Linked DNA regions of Mus musculus: all the other regions are linked to region 3. Evidence: chromatin contacts called from public Hi-C data. All regions are on one chromosome and are shown on one strand. The core of a region is the stretch at or near the end of the contact, and the rest is flanking DNA. Distances in the headings are between cores, read along the strand shown. Region 1 overlaps Dcdc2a (doublecortin domain containing 2a). Region 2 overlaps Dcdc2a (doublecortin domain containing 2a). Region 3 overlaps Gm40841 (a long non-coding RNA gene).

Region 1 (2,952 bases), core at 163-2,662, 3.3 Mb before region 3:
GGGAAGGAAGGAGAAAGCAGTTTATCCAGAGTCCAAGGCAGTGCAGTAGCCAAAAGTTCTTGAAATGCCTGGGCTGGGGGCTGGTGAGATGGCTCAGCAGGTAAGAGCACCCGACTGCTCTTCCAAAGGTCCTGAGTTCAAATCCCAGCAACCACATGGTGGCTCACAACCATCCATAATGAGATCTGATTCCCTCTTCTGGTGTGTCTGAAGACAGCTACAGTGTACTTACATATAATAAATAAATAAATCTTAAAAAAAAAGAAAGAAATGCCTGGGCTGAGCGCAGCAGGCTTGGAGGTGGACATTCCTATGTGAATACCTGCAGCCGGTCTCTGGGAGGAATGAGAGATGCGGTGGCCAGTCTTCCTTCAGGGCTGTGTGTTGATGTCTCACATTCTGCAGAGGCCTCATCTTCCTGGCTCTTCACTCCAGTGTCTCCTTTTCCAGTTGTGAGTGGGGAGGAGTCATTGCAGCCCTTTTTCTTCCTTAATCCGATGTCACAGTGGCTCTCCTCTGATCTTACACAGACCAGCCAGGGACAGAGTCCATCTTCAGCCTTCAGGGAATGCTGGAATAGATGCTACCTCTGAGGCTGACCTCTAGTTCATGCATCTATGTATCACATGACCAGACTTAGTTACTTTTTTTTTTTTTTTTTTTTTTTTTAATGCATAGAGTATCATTGTGTAGCCCATGCTAACCTGGACTTTTTGTATAACCTGGGCTGGCCTCTAACTTGTGGTAATCCTCTTGTCCCAGCCTTGTAAGTGCTGTTATGACAGGCATGAGCTGCCACCCCAGCTGTCCTTACTCATTCATTATGCAGTTTTGTGAACACCCTAGATCTCCCACACATTGGGTGCAAGCTCTCCTCATGTCTTTAGGTGTAGGAGTCCTATCCATTTCTAGATGCTGCTGCTTCACTTGTAAGCATCCCTGATGCCCGCTGGGTACCACATGCTGAGCTACTCCCCCCCCCCCCCCCCCCCCGGCAGCTGCATTTTCTTTCCTTGGTACCAATTGCTCTGAATTTATTGCTTTACTTCAATGGTGACAATTTTGACTTTATGCACAAGTTTTCCTTGGTGAAGAAGAACCAATTTCTCTTTTTCATTTCAATGGTCAAATTCCTTCTGCAACCTATAAATGCCAGCACATGTTTTGCCATGCAAATATTGATTTTTTTTCCTTGTTGGTATGAAGTCTTTTCTTGGGCCTTGGTGTCTATCCTGTATGTATAAAAAGGAACAGCATCCTGAGAGCAGCAAAGGTCTCCCTGCCCGGCGCACATTCACAACGGTGTTGGGGAGACTCCACAGTGCTGGTTGCTACTATAAGACAGGGCAGAGATGTTTCTCCCCACATACAACATGCTGGCTTTTCTGGGACTGTGGCCTACTTTACATCTCACTCTATTTTTGTTCTTCTCCGCTGCCCTAGTTGTTTTCGGCCTAAGATAGAACCTTTATTGGAGATCAGCATGCTGTGTGCTACCACAGAGGGGAGAAAGATAAAGATAAAATATCTATAAAGACCTTCTGAGCATCCTAAATTTAGAGGCTTTTCCACTTCTTTCTATTCTATACATTTGGATGGTAATTCAAAATTGGTCCGATTTCACTCCCTTTAAAGACTGCCACATCCCACTGTGGGATGGGTGCCCTCACTGTACAAGTTCACAGCTCACTAAAGGCTGCCACGTTCCACTGTGGGACAGGGGCCCTCACACTAGAAGACCACAGCTCGCTGTAGCTGGGTCCTCACAGGCACCACTTTGCTTCACAGCAAGAAAGCACACAGAGAAGTCATTTTCCAAAGGGGATTGGTGCCACAGGACAGAAAGAAGATGCTTCCACATTTATCCCAAGGACAGGTCCTGAGGCTGCAGCCCCTCAGGGTGGTGACTGACATCCCTCTAGCCTACTGCACAGAGTGGATGGGCAGGTCCTAAGAGGAATCTCTTAACCAGGTCATTTCCTAATGTGGAGCTTGGGGTGCAGACATTCAAAGACTTTTGATAGATGTTTGTAACAATAACAGTTTGATGCTCAAAAGTATAAATTTGGGAAATGGGTTATACAAGTTTAAACCACATTTTCTAGTAAAATATTGTGAAGTCTTTGCAGGCATGCATGCATGTGTATGTGTGTATGTATACTATGCATGTGTGTGGTATGTGTGCACTGTATGTGTATGTTCGTGTGCGAGTGTGTGTGTGTGTGTACATCCTGCTGCACATGCATGCAGAGACGAAAGGAGGACATTGGGTGTCTTGCTCTTTCACACTTTGCCTTATTCCCTGAGACAGAGTCTCTCAGTAAACTTGTAACCAGGCTGTTGGCCAACAGTACTCAGCAATCCTTAGTTGGCGCCTCCGAGTGCTGGGGTTGCAGGTGCCCACGGCCACATCTGGCTTTTTATGTGGCTTTTGAGGATAAGAACGAAGATCCTCATGCTTGCACAGCAAAGCAGCAAAGCTCTCCTCCCTACTAAGCTCCTCCTGCTCGTTCTCTCTCTCAGAGCTTTAGTCGCATAAATACTCCATGCTTGCTTCCCCCCTCTTCTTTTTGTCCCTCTTTCCTCCTTCCCTGTCTCCCCCTTTCCCCTTCTCTCTTTCTTGCCTTTCTTCTCTTTCCCTTTCTCCCTCCTCCCACCCCTCTCTCCCTTTTCCTTCTTATTTTGGAGATAGGCTTTTACTATGCAGTGCAGGCGGACCTCAAACTCACCATCCTCCTGCCTCAGCCTCCTCCTTCTTGTTCTCTGTCCCGCGTCCCTCCCCTCCCCCCTCCCACCCTTTATGGGTCCTGTTTCCACCCGGAGAAGAATCAGGGCACATACACAGGTTTTGCGGCAGAGGAGAATCCATGGGGAGCTGCCTGTGCAATTCTGATCAGCGCTATGAGCATCCTGACTAACATTTCTGGGTGCTTATGTGCTGAGGCTCCCATG
Region 2 (2,821 bases), core at 106-2,605, 3.2 Mb before region 3:
TTTTAAAGTACTTAGTGACTTATACATTTCAAGTTTTATTTGTTTGAGAGGGAGAGAGAGAGAGGAGAGAGGAGAAGACAAGGAAGAAAAAGGGGAGTAAGAGGAGGAGGGTGTTGGAAAATGTTGGCAATTGCTGTCTCTGGACCATGAGGTATCGGAAGGGATTTATTTCCTTCATCGTCTAACTTTCCCAAACTGTATACATGTTATAGCAAGACGAATAACAACACTACTTTTAAGAAATGCATGTTCCCTAAGAATGTATAGCACCACCACCTTAGTAACATTTATAATGAGAATGAATTAGCATCCCAGTGGGCTCTTCCCTCTGCTACTGGTTTTGGTTTCAGTTGAGCCTGGTAGACATTTCACTCCACTCCAGCCCTCTTCCCTAATGCCAGAGGAAACAGTTCAGCTGCTGCCCTCTTACCTATGAGACCCCTGACCTCTGAGCAACTTTGCACTGTTCAGTGTCTCTCACTTTGTTGGGCTGTAAGCAGCCACAGGGAGCAGATTACATCAGTGTGAGTGCTCTACAGCGTGAGTGCACTGACCTACATCCCAGTCTAGGAACTAAGTCTCATTCATGTCTTACACTACAGTGTTGGTGTCTTATGTATGGTTATTCCTCAACAAATGTAAACATACATTTTGCATATAGTTAAGATTGACCTTGGACCTTTAGCAATGTGTGGTGTCATGTGGCATGCATTAAGTAATTTTTCTAACAATCATGCCTTTGTTACAGAAGACAGGATCAGTTTCTAGGCTGCAGGGATAATCAAACACTGGAGTAGCGTAAAGGAGGTAACATTTCCATCCTTGGGGAGCCTTAAAAATTAGGCAAAGAAGACATCTGTGAGGGTGGCTGAAGCACTAAATCTGTCTGGAAGCAAGTAGACAGACAGAATGACAGATGGCTCTAGGATTTGATTACTGGGACTGGAGAAGGGAAGGCCCCCCGAGGGGAGACATTAAAAGTTCTTCAACAGAGATTGCTGCTTTGCAAAGGGAAGCAAGTTACAGGAGCTTAGCTTAAATCCCTAGGGGCTTAGGTCTCTTCTGTTGTCAGAGCTTAAAGCCACAGGTTGTGAAAAATCCTGTAGAAATCTGCAAAGCTAGAGCACGCTGATTTTCCGCAGAAAGTCCACTGTGTGCATGAGCCTGTTGCAATAAAAACACGATTCCCTCCCCTCAATAAAGAGAATCGCTTGCCTACATTATATTGAATGCATAGCAATCTCCAGGGAAATGGAAACTCTTAAATGTATTGTAACACAGGGAACGTTGTCACTGATTGCTGGGTAGGAGGGGACTGGGGTCCAGCCAGGAGGCTTTTCCATCTCTGGCGACTGGCGGCACCAGTCAGCAGCAGTGTGTGAGCAGGCAGCCATTCCAGCAGAGCTCTGCTCTCCTTCCTCTGGCCACAGGACCTCCTCTCAGTTAAAGCATAATGATCGGGGCCCAGGATCTTTAAGAGGAACTGAAATCTACATATCCCTCTTTAGGTATTTTACTGTAATGTCAGCTTTCAGCCACACGATGTCACGATTGGATTTTGTTTTTTTTTTTTTCATATGAGTTTGTCTCCACAGGTGAAGGCATTTTCAAAGCTGGAGCAGAGAGATCTGAAACAAGGGGGGCAGCAGAAGTTCAAGAAGATGAAGACACCCAGGTTGAGGTTCCAGTGGACCAGGTAATCTTCCTGCCTCTAAACATTCACAGAACCCAGCAGTGATGGCCTTGTTACCCCCTCCGGCCCCGACCCCCTACACTCAGGCGCCAAGAGGTCAAATGACTTCTGAGGTATACCAAGTTCTTCTTGGTACTCCTCCAGAAAATACCCACCTGCCTCTCTTCAATGTGGAAGTGGTATGTTCTTAATAAGCAGGACAAAACAGAGGGAGCTGGATGTGAGCCACAAGCTCACAAAGTCCGATTTAAAAACGAAGCACTGGCTGGGAATTTTAATCTTAGGAAAAAGTCATTTTCTAAAAGAAAACGTGTTTTAAAAATGCCATGATAGTCTCTCCTTCAGGGTCTTCAATATTTTTTGTGGTTAGATTTCTCTTCTTCTTTTGTAAAGGAACTGCTCACATAAATAGAACTCAAATGTTTTCTATGTGTGTAGTAATGTCCTTTCCTAGGCCAGGGGGACAGTGGACTTATTTGTGTTACAGGAAGGTATGCTAACAGAAGAAATTAAGACATGTTAATTCTGGCTAACTTCAAGAAGTAAGCCAGTTATCCGTGTGCTTATGTGTGCTCATATGCCCAAGCCCCCCTTGTGTGTGTGTGTGTGTGTGTGTGTGTGTGTGTGTGTGTGTAGGTCAGAGGTAGACACTGAGAGTCTTCTTCAGTTGTTTTCTGTCTTACTTTTGAGACAGGGTTTCTCAGCAAACCTGGAGTTCACTAGTTTGCTTAGACAGCTGGCTGGCAAGCCCTGAGGATCCACCCGTCCCTGCCTTCTCAGCACTGGGTCAAAGATGTGTGCCCTGCTTAGCCTTTCATGTGGGTTCTGGGCATCTGACGTCCTCATGCTTGCTTAGCACGCTCTTACCCACTGAGCCAACTCCCTAGACCCTACCATGCATTTTTTTATTTATAGTAATTCCTTATTAAATTTGAATTATATGAATTACAGCATAGTTCTCTTCCCTTCACTTTTTTATTTTTTACACTGAAAGATCTTGCAGAGTTCATATTAATAATACAGTGAACCTTTGAAAGCCCCACTGTATGTACCAAAATGAGTTCACACATAGGAGTCCACTTGTATTCTAAAGGAGATTATAAATAAGGCAGCAGCCGTCTAACCAAA
Region 3 (2,954 bases), core at 159-2,658:
ATTCATGCTAATTCCCCCTAGCAACAGCTTCAGCCTATCAGGAGACTTTATGTACCGTGCAGCTGCCTGCCAGAATAACTCTAAGTAGGTCAGGCCTGTATTTCTAAAAATGCTACGGTCTAGTAACCCCACTGTCCCGTCTGTCTGCCCTGCCCCATAATAACCTCAATTGCTTGGTGACACAATGACATACTATCCTGTTAGAGTGCAATCACATCATGCTACATTATTCTGCAGGAGCATGGCTGGGTGAAGGACCCTCCGAGGGGCAGCATTAATCAGACAGCCATTCATGTCCACCAGCGTTTCTCTCTAGAAATGGGGACTGCATTAATGACCAGCTGTTTGAACTAACACAAACAAAATAATGTCTTCCACCCTGTTGGGTGCACAGAATACAGCATTCTGATCTGGCAGGTTCCACCTCTTGACTAAATCGAAGATGTAAATTAACTGGGCTCAGACAACATAGGCTTTGGCAATCTTAAAGTGAGTATATTTAAATTATATTACATGTGATTCAAAAAGCTATTGATTTCATATACACGTCTCTCCTTGCCTACAATTTTCCTTAATCCACGTTTTTAAAAGGAAAAGTGCATACACGGGTAACATAATACATATGTGCATATTGTCCAGGGACTCAACTGCAGGGGCTGAACTAAAATTGACTTCGCTTCGGGCAGAGAAACAAAGCTGGTCAGTAGTAATTGTGCAGCATGAACACAAATACAAATACTAAATGCACGCTGCGAAGGAGCACTGAAAACAAATAAGAGTAAACACGCTGAGCCTGCTAGCCAATCAGCTCCTCCCACCAGCTCCTCCTGGAGGCTCCAGAGAACGCCCCACACCTCCAAATAACAGAGACAGGGGATGGAAGGGAAAGGTGCCCTTCAACATCATATAGTGGTATGTCGCTTCCTCACAGGGTTACCAACAAGATAATTGCAAAAAAAGAGCTTCTTCAGCGTATAAATTAAGAATACCAAAACAACTCAGAACCTGCAGTCAGGTTTTAATTCTATAGTAGGGATTTTAGAATCTAATGGGGACATATGTCCTTGGGTGTACTTTTAACTTTCTCCCATTGGCATACAAAAGCGAATGGGTATATACGGAGACAGGACCCCAGCAGTGCAGTACCGGGCTGTTTGGGACGGTATTTTACAGGGACGGAGCTTGCATGCTCAGTCTGCATGCTTATGGGTCCCCTGTTTGATCTAACAAACACCCTCCTATACGCTGAGCATTTCCTGCCAGAAGTTAGGCAGAATCCAGCCAGTGAGATGTGCACTTCAGCCCTGCTTAATTTTCAAACAGAAAATGCCTTCATGTGTCTGCCCTCATTTGAACTGTGCTTGATAACTTAGTTATGACTGTCTTCTGCACTCTGTGGCACACAGCACACAGTTATTCTTGGAGAGATACAGTCTCTGACGCAACCATGAACCGCTAATTACAAGCTGCTGACATTCTGCTCGTCTCTGCAGCTTTGAAGTTCTGCTTTGTCTCATGGCTGTTCCACTGTGCTCCCACCCCTTACCCTCTCCTTTCTCTCTTTCACTTCATAGCCTTTCTGAATGCTCCTCTAGCACAACCTGGAGAAGGAGAAGGGATTATCAGACTTGCTTGCGTTTCTTTCCTCTCCCCACCACATCCTGACACACTCTCTCTCTCTCTCTCTCTCTCTCTCTCTCTCTCTCTCTCTCCCCACATAGATCTACAGTTTGGAAGTACAGTAATAAGATCCTGTCTCCACCCCACCCTCAGGAATGCACCAACAGCTGGCCAAACATAATCCAGCACACAGAGCCGCTTTGTAGAATTTCTAACAAACAGTGGGAGGACAGGCCAGACAGGCGTCCCAGAGGAGCCCCCATGACAACTGGGAAAGCTGCTTGCTCCCGGCTCAGAGCTCAGTTCACCCAGCTCACCCTTATCTATCTACAAGCTTCTAGTACCAGCCAAGCCCCGACAGAGGCAATGAGAGGCCACCCTCCTCCTTCCTACAGCCTCAAGCAGGCTGCAAGCTTTCTTCACACTGACATCAGCCGTGCCCTGCCTCATGCCACACACCCCTGCAAGCTCGACAGCCACAAACCCCAGTGCCAGGATCAGCAGCAGCACCTGTGGTCACCATCTATAGCTGGGTGCCAGGAGGACCCTCCCTTTTCCTTAAAGAATTTCCTTTATTAAGCATAGCTGATCCTAGCATTTGAAAGCATGTAAATCTAACACTGTATCCATCTCCACTGAATGCTTAGCTTCTGAAGCCTGTGGTATCCAGCTGGCCTCAGAGTCATCTGGGATACATTTATTTTGATTAAATTGATCGCATTTCTATTTAAGGGACAGAATTTTTCTGCCATACTGAATACAGCTGTGTTTACAGGGCTCTGTAGGAGAAGAAAACAAAACCGTACAGTGAGCCTTAGCCCAACGCTGAGCACTTAGAACTTCAAGGAGTTAAAACTGAAGGGGTTTGCTATGCCGTTAAAAAGAAAAGTCTATATGCAGCTGCTCTGGCCGAGCTTTCTGGCTAGCCAGGAAATAGGTCTTGAGCAGGAGCTGAAAACACTGGCTTGTAATCAAACCCAACCCAGCAAAGAGTCTCTCTCTTTCTCTCTCTCTCTCTCTCTCTCTCTCTCTCTCTCATATCTCTCTCTGTGTGTGTATGTGTTACACAGTCTCTTCCATGTCTCTACACGCATGCACATGCACTTAAATCCATGCTGCAAGGCTGCTATTTTTCTCTGGGGACACTGTACAGTCACCCAGCCCATCAGTTTCTTCCTTGACAGTACCAGGGACATCCACACTGCAATTTACAGTTCCTCCATGCACGTGCTGGCAGATCCACTATGCCATCCTTCCTTAGATTAAGACTGCGGAGCTGGCAGCAGACAATCTTACGACAGTCAGCATCTCTTCTTTTCCCCTTCCATTTCTCC

The links. A called contact is a pair of places that touch in the nucleus more often than the background predicts.
Region 1: a contact with region 3 is called in a Hi-C map of cortical neurons, with 4 times the contacts expected there. The contact joins two enhancer-like sites. A contact is called at or near these places in 2 of 484 Hi-C or Micro-C datasets (cerebral cortex and cortical neurons).
Region 2: a contact with region 3 is called in a Hi-C map of cortical neurons, with 2.7 times the contacts expected there. The contact joins two enhancer-like sites. A contact is called at or near these places in 4 of 484 Hi-C or Micro-C datasets (cerebral cortex and cortical neurons).

What each region holds. Positions count from the first base shown.
Region 1 is chr13:25,126,584-25,129,535 of GRCm38.p6, forward strand. All of the region lies in intron 7 of Dcdc2a (doublecortin domain containing 2a), which reads left to right. Among named protein-coding and RNA genes, the nearest start is that of Dcdc2a, 72 kb to the left of the region's middle. Within about 2 kb of position 1,413, at least 8 of the 459 cell types and tissues checked have an H3K27ac peak or open chromatin away from gene starts, as enhancers often do. A contact at or near this core is called in cortical neurons, where this site is marked.
Region 2 is chr13:25,186,081-25,188,901 of GRCm38.p6, forward strand. Dcdc2a (doublecortin domain containing 2a) reads left to right here. Exons shown (of 10, transcript NM_177577.3): 8 at 1,596-1,696. Among named protein-coding and RNA genes, the nearest start is that of Nrsn1, 83 kb to the right of the region's middle. Within about 2 kb of position 1,356, at least 44 of the 459 cell types and tissues checked have an H3K27ac peak or open chromatin away from gene starts, as enhancers often do. A contact at or near this core is called in cortical neurons, where this site is marked.
Region 3 is chr13:28,416,278-28,419,231 of GRCm38.p6, forward strand. It overlaps Gm40841 (a long non-coding RNA gene), which reads right to left. Exons shown (of 3, transcript XR_003950511.1): 1 at 2,808-2,954. Among named protein-coding and RNA genes, the nearest start is that of Gm40841, 3.7 kb to the right of the region's middle. Within about 2 kb of position 1,409, at least 225 of the 459 cell types and tissues checked have an H3K27ac peak or open chromatin away from gene starts, as enhancers often do. A contact at or near this core is called in cortical neurons, where this site is marked.